Regions from separate parts of the Larimichthys crocea genome. Here region 1 is linked to region 2. Evidence: chromatin contacts called from public Hi-C data. All regions are on one chromosome and are shown on one strand. Each heading gives the region's core, a stretch centred on a gene start, on an enhancer-like site or on the middle of the called end of the contact. The rest is flanking DNA. Distances are from core to core; before and after follow the strand shown. Region 1 holds the start of znf407 (zinc finger protein 407). Region 2 holds the start of zhx2a (zinc fingers and homeoboxes 2a).

Evidence for each region. Hi-C and Micro-C count contacts between places; a contact is called where the count stands out from the background.
Region 1: a Hi-C map of muscle shows a contact between it and region 2, with 8 times the contacts expected there. The contact joins the promoter of znf407 here to the promoter of zhx2a in region 2. A contact is called at or near these places in 3 of 7 Hi-C or Micro-C datasets (all in muscle).

The regions. Positions count from the first base shown.
Region 1 is chrXIII:24,097,091-24,101,918 of L_crocea_2.0, forward strand. It overlaps znf407 (zinc finger protein 407), which reads left to right and starts at 2,604. Exons shown (of 10, transcript XM_027286517.1): 1 at 2,604-2,866; 2 at 4,764-4,828.
Region 2 is chrXIII:23,900,618-23,905,858 of L_crocea_2.0, forward strand. It overlaps zhx2a (zinc fingers and homeoboxes 2a), which reads right to left and starts at 3,192. Exons shown (of 13, transcript XM_019256831.2): 1 at 2,743-3,192.

The DNA.
Region 1 (4,828 bases), core at 1,354-3,853, 200 kb after region 2:
AGCTATTAAATCCTACACACTGGACTTTTAAGGGAGGATCACACATATAAAAGATGTCGACATGTTAACAGAGGTTTATTTCTTTATTAAGCTGAGTAATCTCATCAATATCCACCAATATCTCTGACTTGTGCCTACTATAAACTCTCCTTTAGGCATAGGATCTGCTGAAATGAGGTGCTGCAAACCACAATGCACATTTACAAAATATTCTGGCCCTCATTGCTACATAATATCCCATCCCAAGTTCAGTCTGTCTAATAATGTTGCTACAAGCTATCACAGCATTCCCTGCATGGCTGGTGTGCCTTTTCAATGGCTGGTTTTACAACTGAACTGGCAGCACTGCGTGTGTCCTAATAACATAATAGGCCACACTTTTAATGATCATGTTCTACTATGTACAGCATTCATAAATTGATAATAACTATTATCATCATCAATGTCTTTGTCATAGCTCAGGGTTTAGTCAACTGAATACAACACACGGGTGATTGTACTTAGTCTGGCTGACTACTCTTGGTGTTAAGTTACTTGAGGTACCCCAACTCCTTCATAAGAATTAAGGTGTAATATAATTTTACAATCTTAGAACTTACAAGACAGTCAGTGATGGATGAGCTCTGTTTAGCTGCTTCACTTCTTGAATACAACAGAGCCATCGTTAATGTTATTAGTAACACCTGTGACACATCAAAAAGTCTGTTGTAAAGGAGGCCAATCAAACGCTGGCCTGAGAAGAGGACCAATTAGGCAACAAATTGAAAACAGCTGTGTGGCTGGACCAAGGCTGTGCATGGTTTTTAAAAACAATATTTATTTAAAATTTTTTTTAAAGAATGTTGTGTTTCATTTTGTTTTGTTTATCCTATTTATTTATTTCCATCAAGCATCGCTTGGAAATTGTTACAAAGGAGTGAGGTATGTGTGTGCATGTGTTTCTGCATCTTTTTGGTAAAGTGCTGACATTTATCAATAAGACAATATTTATTTGTATCCAGGACTATTGAAATTAATTTTGTACAGATAATTACTTTACGTCAGTAAACAATTTGGCTGGGAGACAGTGTTGTACACATCTATTACAGCATGGCTACTACAGGTCATATAACTGCTGTTGTGACTGTGGATTTTAGGTTTCCCTCTATTATTTACTGAAGGTAACAAAGTGGCTACTTTTAAAGAGCATAGAAACACTTTTATAAATTCTATATGTTCCAATAATAGTGAAAGTGTAACATATTGCCTTTTGCCTATTACACCAGTATGCCATGGTTTACTATAGAAAATAAGTCATTTTATAGATGCACAAAATTAAGTGTAATCTGGCTGTAATGAGCAGGTGGCTGAGACACGTATAGGGTCTTTTTTTGCAAAATATACTGTTTAAATCTACTTCAGAGAAGGAGAGTACTATGAAGCGTGGGACAAAAATGAATATCGAATTTATATATTTTCTCCCCATAGATGTGGAAAATATAGTTAATAGAATGATTAATTGATTGAAAATAAATTGGAAAAAAAAAGAATTAAAAAAAAAAACTTTAAGTGGTGTAGTCTGTTGATTTCACAACAAACTTTAAAAGAAACACAATGGCTAAAAAGAGAGACTGAGCCCACCAAAGCCAGCCTCCTCTCTTTTAATAGACAACTAATGGAGAAAAATGAATGATGAATCCTAATGAAAAATGGGGACGGAGGAGGAGGAGGAGGAGGGGTGTGTGTTTGCAACCATCCATGTCATATAATTTTGACTGTGATGAATTAAAGAAAATTATTGCAAAGTAAACTGTGTATTCATTGCAGGAGGTATCATTTATCACCTCCTGACCTGTCAGACTACTTAATCAATTAATGCCCATGCATTAATCCATCTTCAGTCTTTCCATAAAGCGAACACTGGATGTCAAATGGAAGTGGTGATTCATCACAGGCTGACCATTTGAGGGAAAAAAAAAACACACTGTCTCTGTAAAGACCTCATGCTGAACCTACTTTAAATGGATACAATAACTGAAACATATTTTTTATATACCCATAACATTTTAATGACAGTTCAGAAAGGTAAAAGAACTACAGGGAAATTGGTGCATTTACGTTCACTATAGCACCGTTTAGTGGTTAAGAAAGTTCTTTCTTTACTTTCCAACAACTAGAAATATTATAATTATACATACATAATACATTTTTTAAAGATGTTTAGTCTTCCAACAGTTGGTATGGCTTTTATTGTCATACAGATGTTTTAACCTTCAAACAAACTCAATTACCTGGACACTTTATATAACTAATACTACAGACATGTAATGTAATGCTCCATTAAGATGTTCTTAAGTGGAAATGCTATAGTTCTCAGTTTTAATATGGTAATCCCCACGAGAAAACTTCACCACAGCTTTAATGCAGTAGTGATCAGTTGTCATGTGAGTCCTCCTTGACAAAAGCAATACATTTTAAGAGAAACATGGAAAGTAACTAGTCTATTTGGCCAAAACGTCATACTAATAATACTCCACTTTGTGTACTTTGCAGTAGAACATGAACATAAATGCAACACTTCCTTACTGGATGTGTTGAAAGACTCCCAATACTAAGCAGCAGCAAATGAAAGCTTTATATTTTCTTGGCATACTCTAACAAAGTATTAAAATGTCACCTATTTTGATTATGTTGCCTACTCCAAGTATGGTAATTCATTTTTCCCACGGATCGGGAATGCATCACGTGACCACATCAGCTGAGAAAACCCAGAGAAGGCGCGCGCAGCGAGGCCGCCTTCTCGCGTGACGCATGGTTCATGCTACGGTACGCCATTTGTGTCTAGCAACAAAAAGCGCGGACAGTGGAAACAGTCGCATAACAAGGGGTAAGTTTAATTGTGACTGCACTGCACTGCTTCATCACGTCTCGAGTTGCTTTAGTTGAAACGACAGGCGACTCTCTCGCGTGTTTTCGGGCACTGTTTAGACAACATAGAGCACTGTTTCAGAGGTCGATGTTAGCCTCCTTTTTGGGCCTCTGTGCTGCCGTCGTTTTCTATGCCATGGAGCGAGCTAGACCCGCCTCTGTCCCGCTGTGATTGGACGACACAGCTGATGTAGCAATTTGATTGGACGCGCTCTGCGTAGCTCAAGATACAAGTCGGGGAGATGTCGCTTGTTAGCATGTTAGCCGTTGTGGAGAGCAACACTATCCACAACAAGTTTGTGTCCTGGTGCAAAAGCCTTCAACGACATGAGAGTAGTTTCTACGCAGCATTTCACTCTGCGACAGTGTCTGTCTTTGGCTGCCGGTGCTGTTTCTAACATGCAGTGGGAAACCCTGTTCGGCTAACTTAATGTTACTTTTACGCTATATCGGATGCTTGGTGGTGAAACCTCTGTGAATTCATCCAGATAATTAGCGAATCGACAATAAAGCGGAGATATGCTGGAAGTCTTGACAAACGGAGCTGTACAGGAGCACACACCGCATTTGTTGTCCATCTTTTCATGCGGTCTCGACCGACAGCGTCGCTTTCTGTCCAGATACTGTCCGTCCCCCGCTCTGCGCGGGGAACACGATACCACATTATCTATTAAAAGCACCGAAAGTCAAATTCGACATGGATTAAGACCATTAATAATCGCCCATAAGTCACCAATCATTTCATAATCAGTGCAACATAAACGACCAAATAAACACTTTGCAGAATATTCCAACTTGATGTGCTGCCCCTTCTGATAATCCTTTAGTGATCCAGCCAAAAAGCACAGAGGATGGCGGTAGTGAGCACCATGAGCTCATTCTTATAGCTGCACTTTCTCGAAATAACATGTTGACTTTAACCCAACCGCCCTGAACCCCCTTCTCTGTTTATGGATTTCCTTGTGCGATTTCAAATAAGCAGAGGTTTGGTAGCAGAAACAAAACATGACCCCACCACACACACACACACACACACACACACACACACACACACAAATACAGAAAGGCAGTAACCATTTTTAGATTTAACTCATTTTCTCATAGCAATAACAAACAGTGAAATGTACATAACAGGAACATAAAAAAATAAAGTTTAACCTTGAAACAATTGTGCAGGGATTGAGGGAAATTGACTTAAGAATACTTTTTGCTCAAAATGTCCTGTATATTTTATAAAAACAATATATGGTGACTCACATGCTGCAAATAAGTAAAACAAATTAAGAAACATGTTCATCACTTTGGGTGTGGCAAAAGGAAATATGCTGCAAATACAGGAAATACAAGCAAAGAGAGAAGCACTTGTTGCAGTGCCTTAAACTGTAGAGTTACATTACATCATTGCCAAAAAAAGAAACACAGCATTTAAAGCATTAGACATGCAGGGTTATTCATAATTAAATGTTAAGCCATCGTTAAAATAATGTTGCAGATCTCTTTGTTGCAATGACTGAATCACTACTGAATACGTATACAGAGATTTAGTATGATATATGTATACTCTATAATGACTGTACGACTGTGTATGACTTTGGTGGACTTCTTTCTCATTGAATAAGCAGCAACAGCCAGTTCTCTGCTGGCATATTTTTAACCTTACAGTTTGTGTCTGGAAGCACTAGATGGCGACATTTACTTGTGTTAAGTCAAACGGTGTCGTTGAAGGATTGGTCACTGTTTAGAAGTTTGTGGTTAATTACACAATTTATGCCTAAAACATTCAGTTTGTTTACATACACTTCTTTCCCTGAATTGAATATGTCAAACATAAGTTCTGTGTTTGTGTCTTCCCCCAGGAGTTTGATTCAGCTTTCAAGATAGTGACCAACTTCACTGTTATATAATCATAAAAGGATATGAT
Region 2 (5,241 bases), core at 1,942-4,441:
TGCCGGCACAGTTTAGTGATGATGGGACAATCACTGATGTTATGGACAACAGGGCAGGATGGTGACATCTGTGCATTTCTCTAATCCTTTGAGCGATACTGAGAATAACAATTCCCCAAAAAAATATTTAAACAGTCCAAATCTTGCATCTGTCTGACTGTAAAAACAGTTCATTAATGTCCTGTAACCCATCACCGCTTCCCTCTGGTAGAACGACTCAATATGTTGGATAATTGCATTTCTTTTACATTAATGACGCCTATTTTTGGCTGTATTCCCCGTGTTATTCCGCATGAAAGCTTGGCTACACAATACACAACTGGCTGCTGGTGTGTGTGACTTGAAATGCGAGCGTTCACTTTTATCAACAGAAGCCCTTTGATTTTGTCAGCCACCAATAAAAAAAATAAGCCCGGTTGTCATTCCAAATTATATAACATTATCTGTGATTTGGCAGATCACAAGTGGAACCCATGAGAAGAACAAACACGAGCCACAGTTTTTATTCACATGGAAAGAGCAAGAGTGCGTGGCTTAGTGAGCGAAGCCAAGTTTATACCCAGAGGAATCGCTGGTAAACGGGTATGACGGGGGGGTTAACTGCACTGTGATCAAACTCACTTGCATCTTTTTTTTTATGGATCGTGGCTCTAGTGTTGATCAAGGAGTGTTTAGAAACGCAACACAAACAGGTCATGTTTGGTATGAAGGGAATGTTGTCTAACGAACGCGATATTTCATCAGACGCGCGGTAAGAATGTGAACACAGACTGTGACAGGGTGACAGCCTCACTTAGAAGAGCAGAGTACATAACAGACAATAAATGCTTTGCAATTAAGTGGCTCACCTGTAGGGACAGAGTGTACAGACCTGTCAGAGGTCTGAGGCTATACACCGGTGAACAGGAGCATTCAGTTACAGCACAGTAAATCTGTGTCAGGGACTGTTTATCATAAGCAGCGATATGGAAGATATGAAATGCTACTTTAATCTCAACCTACATGCTGTCAGAGTCAATAAAAGATTGTAACTGGCACCGTGAACCAGCTGGTGTTATTGTGTGAGTGTTTCCTTTCCTGGAAATGTCACAGGCGGATCAATTTTGTTCTTACTCACCATTTTCATTATTAATGTTTATCATCAACACCTATACTTGTGTCCATGTTGATTATGGCATATTCAAATCAAACCATCATTTCAATGTGCAATGCAGAATATAATACAATAACAAGCCAATAGATAGGACACCAATACCAAGTACTAACCTGACACCGTGTGACACGGTGCTCTTTTTCCAAAATAAAACATTTGTATATGTCATCTCACGGCACACTCGGTACGAGTCATTTTTTTTGCGGAAGGTGACACGAGGTCAGGGATTTACATGTTACCAAAGCACTGAGCTGGTTGTCCTCTGTGACTAAATGAATGTAAATACACTTGAGTTATACGACAACATTGACAAATAAACTGTGGATCAAGAAGGCAGTGTTTAATCCTACTGCAGGCGTACATATTCTGCCAAAATTACTCTAGAAAACAAAAAGACAAATTATGAGGGGCTTGAAGAGAATACAGTTTTGCTTGACTGAGACATGTTTGCTTTACAGTGACTTTAGAGAAACTTTATGGCATGGCGTCACAATAATAAACCTATATGTTATGGTGGTGTGTGAGATTCAGTGTTACGTGACACGGTGATTGAAAAAATAGAAAGCTAAATATTGAAATGTTTGCCATGTCCATACCTCTGTGACTTCCTTGATGATATTTTATATACACCACATTAAAGACAGGACACAATGGCATTAAATATCCCTGCTGAAGCCTTTACTGGACACACTGCTGACACATCCCCCCTGCTCACAGCAGTGTGTGCTGGCTCACAGTCTGCCTACAGTCCGGGGCACAGGGTTCATTACCAAAGTTAATATTGTGAATAAGAACAACCACGCCTGACTTTTTTACAGCAGTTGCAGGCCTACTGCAAGCAGAGGATATAAGTCAGCTCCTGTGCTACAGCACCGTGTGTGTGTGTCGGTGCAGTGAGAGCCGTGGTCTCGGAGGGGAGGAGGCATCACCAGGGGTAACGTTACGCCTACATCACAGAGTCGCGCAAATCAAAGTCTATAAACAACGTCGGAGTCTAAAAGTTGCGCTGAAACCTCCGTGCCGCTGAATGTGAGCGGGCACACCGGCGGCAGAGAGGAGTTTAGCGGCCGTTTCAACCGGCCAACCCCGAGATGTGACAGAGGGGCGCAGAAAAACACTCTCCCCAAATGTTCCCCCTCTCGCCATCGACGTAACAACATGTCGGCAAAGGACGGCCATGTTTTGCTGGTTATGTCGACACGGGGAGGAGGAGGAGGAAAAGTAGACACGATGTTTCTCCTACTCTGCCTTCACCCACCGCGGTCACAACGTATCAAAGTGAAACTTAAAACACCAGGAGGGGGAAAGAAAACGTCCAATTTACAACTTGGCGGACACATTGTGTGTGAGCACGCAGGTGTAAACGGCAGGGGCAGGCAAAGTTCACACGGCGAGACAAGTTAAAATATTTATACAGAGGCGTGTGGGTGTTTGGGAGCCACGCAAAGGCAGCGCAACACGAGCGAGAGCGACAAAAAAAAACAACTACATGCAGTTTTAACTTGAGGGACTTTTGAAGGAGGGAGAGAGAGAGGGAGAGGGGGAGCCGTGGCGAGAAAAACAGATGAAGAGTTTAGCCCATTTCTTACCTGCCCACCGTTTTGGCGCGATGCTCAGGTAGTGCGGTACAATCCCAAAGCGACTGCTGGAACCAAGAAATAAACCCAATCTGGTTTAAACACTCTCACGGCGATCCAATAGCCGAGCAGACAACAGGCGACAGGAAAGAAAAAATTGGCGATCACAAGGAGGATCTACGCCAAAAGCCACATGATCGCCGACGTCAGAGTACGTATTTGCATGCCGTACCGGAGCGCCGGTGTCCGTCCATAGCGGGTCCATAGTGTTATAGCCGTGAAAAGTTAAGAAACAGGCGAAGGAAAGTGAGACAACTCCGTGTCCAGACGACAGGAGGAGTGCTGGTGGCTTCATGAAGCATGTCTTCTGGTGTAAAAATGAATGAGCTACGCCTTGTTGCCGTCAAGTTGTCCCCGTGCTGATGCCTGCCTGCCTCTCTGCTCCGACCTACTTGAATATTAAAGTATGATAGGGGGCGTTTGTTACCCCCAAAGTCCCACCCTTCCTCTTTCATCCCGCCCACCCCTTCTCTCTCTCTCTCTCTCTCTCTCTCTTTCTCGGCCCCCCCATCTCCCTCTATGCATGTGCATGTGAGGTGTGGAGTTGCTGCAGTGTTTTCTACAGTGGAGGCTGGTCTGCAGTGGGTAAACCGCATTCATCACACACACACACACACACACAGGAAACACTCACATCTGGATCCACAAAGGTTAGTCTGAGGTCAGCTCATATTCACACTTTGTAATGGTGAGAGAGACGTGTCTGTGTCCTGATGTGACACAGACAGTAGTAAGCACACAAACACACGCACACACACGTACACGCACACAACAGTGACCTCCACTGGATCCACATTAGTACTGATTCTGACCTTGGTCCATGCATATGCATCACAGCTTTCACGTAGCTATGGTGAAGGCAGTACAAGTACAAGATCTGTACTGCAGCAATGCTTCTGGTATTCATTTGTGTCATTCACGAGTAGAAAATCGTACAGATCAGAGAGAAAATTGTCATGTTAATGAAGTGGGAAGTTTGTTTTCACCTGCCCTTCTGCACTGAGAGGTCAGAGTTCAGGTCCAACTACAGTGACCCTGCAGGTATTTATTATTTTGCTGAGGGACCTTTTAGCGGGAAAGAGGTTTGCTTTGCTGACACGTGTCCTGAACTTTGGCTGCAGACTTTGGTTTGACACAGTGTTTCTCTAGCCCTTAGGGAATAAGCAAATTAATCAATTATTGCTTTTCAAATACAGGTATGTCCCTAATCAAACAGAAGAACTGATACTCCCATTCCGTTTCTGAAGTTGTTTTCTGCACATGCTTAGTTTCAAGAGCACAAACCATGGCTGCTTTATCTTAAAAAGGCTCCACTAATTCAGTCTTGCACTGCCATGAAGTTGTGGAACTTGTGTGAGACAGATTTTTAAAAAAAGAATAGCTGAAATCAGTGCTGCAGAGGCTGAGATATGCTGACTTTTAGTCCTTACAAAAACACTAGATTCTGCAATTCCTATGATGCAAAGCAGTACTCTTTTGATACATTCTCTCTGCCTAAAAGGCCAGGACGTTCAAGCTCCTTACCTTCTATTCGAGTGTGCTTCAAGTGTGAAGTCTCCAACCCCAGGCCCCGATAACCCTGATCACATCATGTGGGTTAAACCAACCTTGATATGTAAAATTGGCACAGTGCCTCTTTGAGTTCAAAGTCATGTGAAGTATACGCTCTACTCTATCTGTGTGTGGCCTAACTTTTCTAACACTTTGGTGTTTAGTTTGTGTGCACCAGTTTCAGCCAACACCGAAAGACACACATGTCATGTTTACAGCATGACATGTTGATAATACAGTTTTACGTGTGTGTGTCCTTGTTAATTAGAATTAATAGTGTGCTAATTATACACATTACTTAAACTGACTGGCCATGGATCCTCCTACCTCCACCTGAAGGTAATAAAGGATTTCAGTGTTTGTGGAAGAACAGCATGTATTAATATCATTTCAGACGTTATTTATCTGTATTGCTTGTTCATTTTCTGATTGATCAAATGTAGTGCAGCTCTCCCCGATGTCGAGCTGAGAATGTTGTTGTTTATATTCTGCTTGAGTATTTTTAATGCTGCTTGCTCTGAAGAACATCAAGACAAATTCCCCAGGTATGAAATCAAATACAAAAGAAAAGCGGATAAATTGCATGTCTCAAACAAACAATTATGAAGGTAAAAAAAAGAAGATCAAGAGCAGTGTATTTCTCCATCTTTGTTTTGAAGGACTGTTTTACCTCATCAATGTGTTACTGCCTTGTTGATTGTGGTGTTCACATCTTCTCTGGACCTGAAGTTTAACCACATGAAAACTGAGAATTATTAATATTCTCTGAAGAGTTGTGTCTTTTATGAAGTTGTCCACCTGTCTGCGCTGATCGTTTCGCAGAAACTTCTTGAAAGTGATCAATTTATCTCTTCAATCTAGATGTTAGTTCACTGGTGTTTCCCCTGATAGCTTAATCCT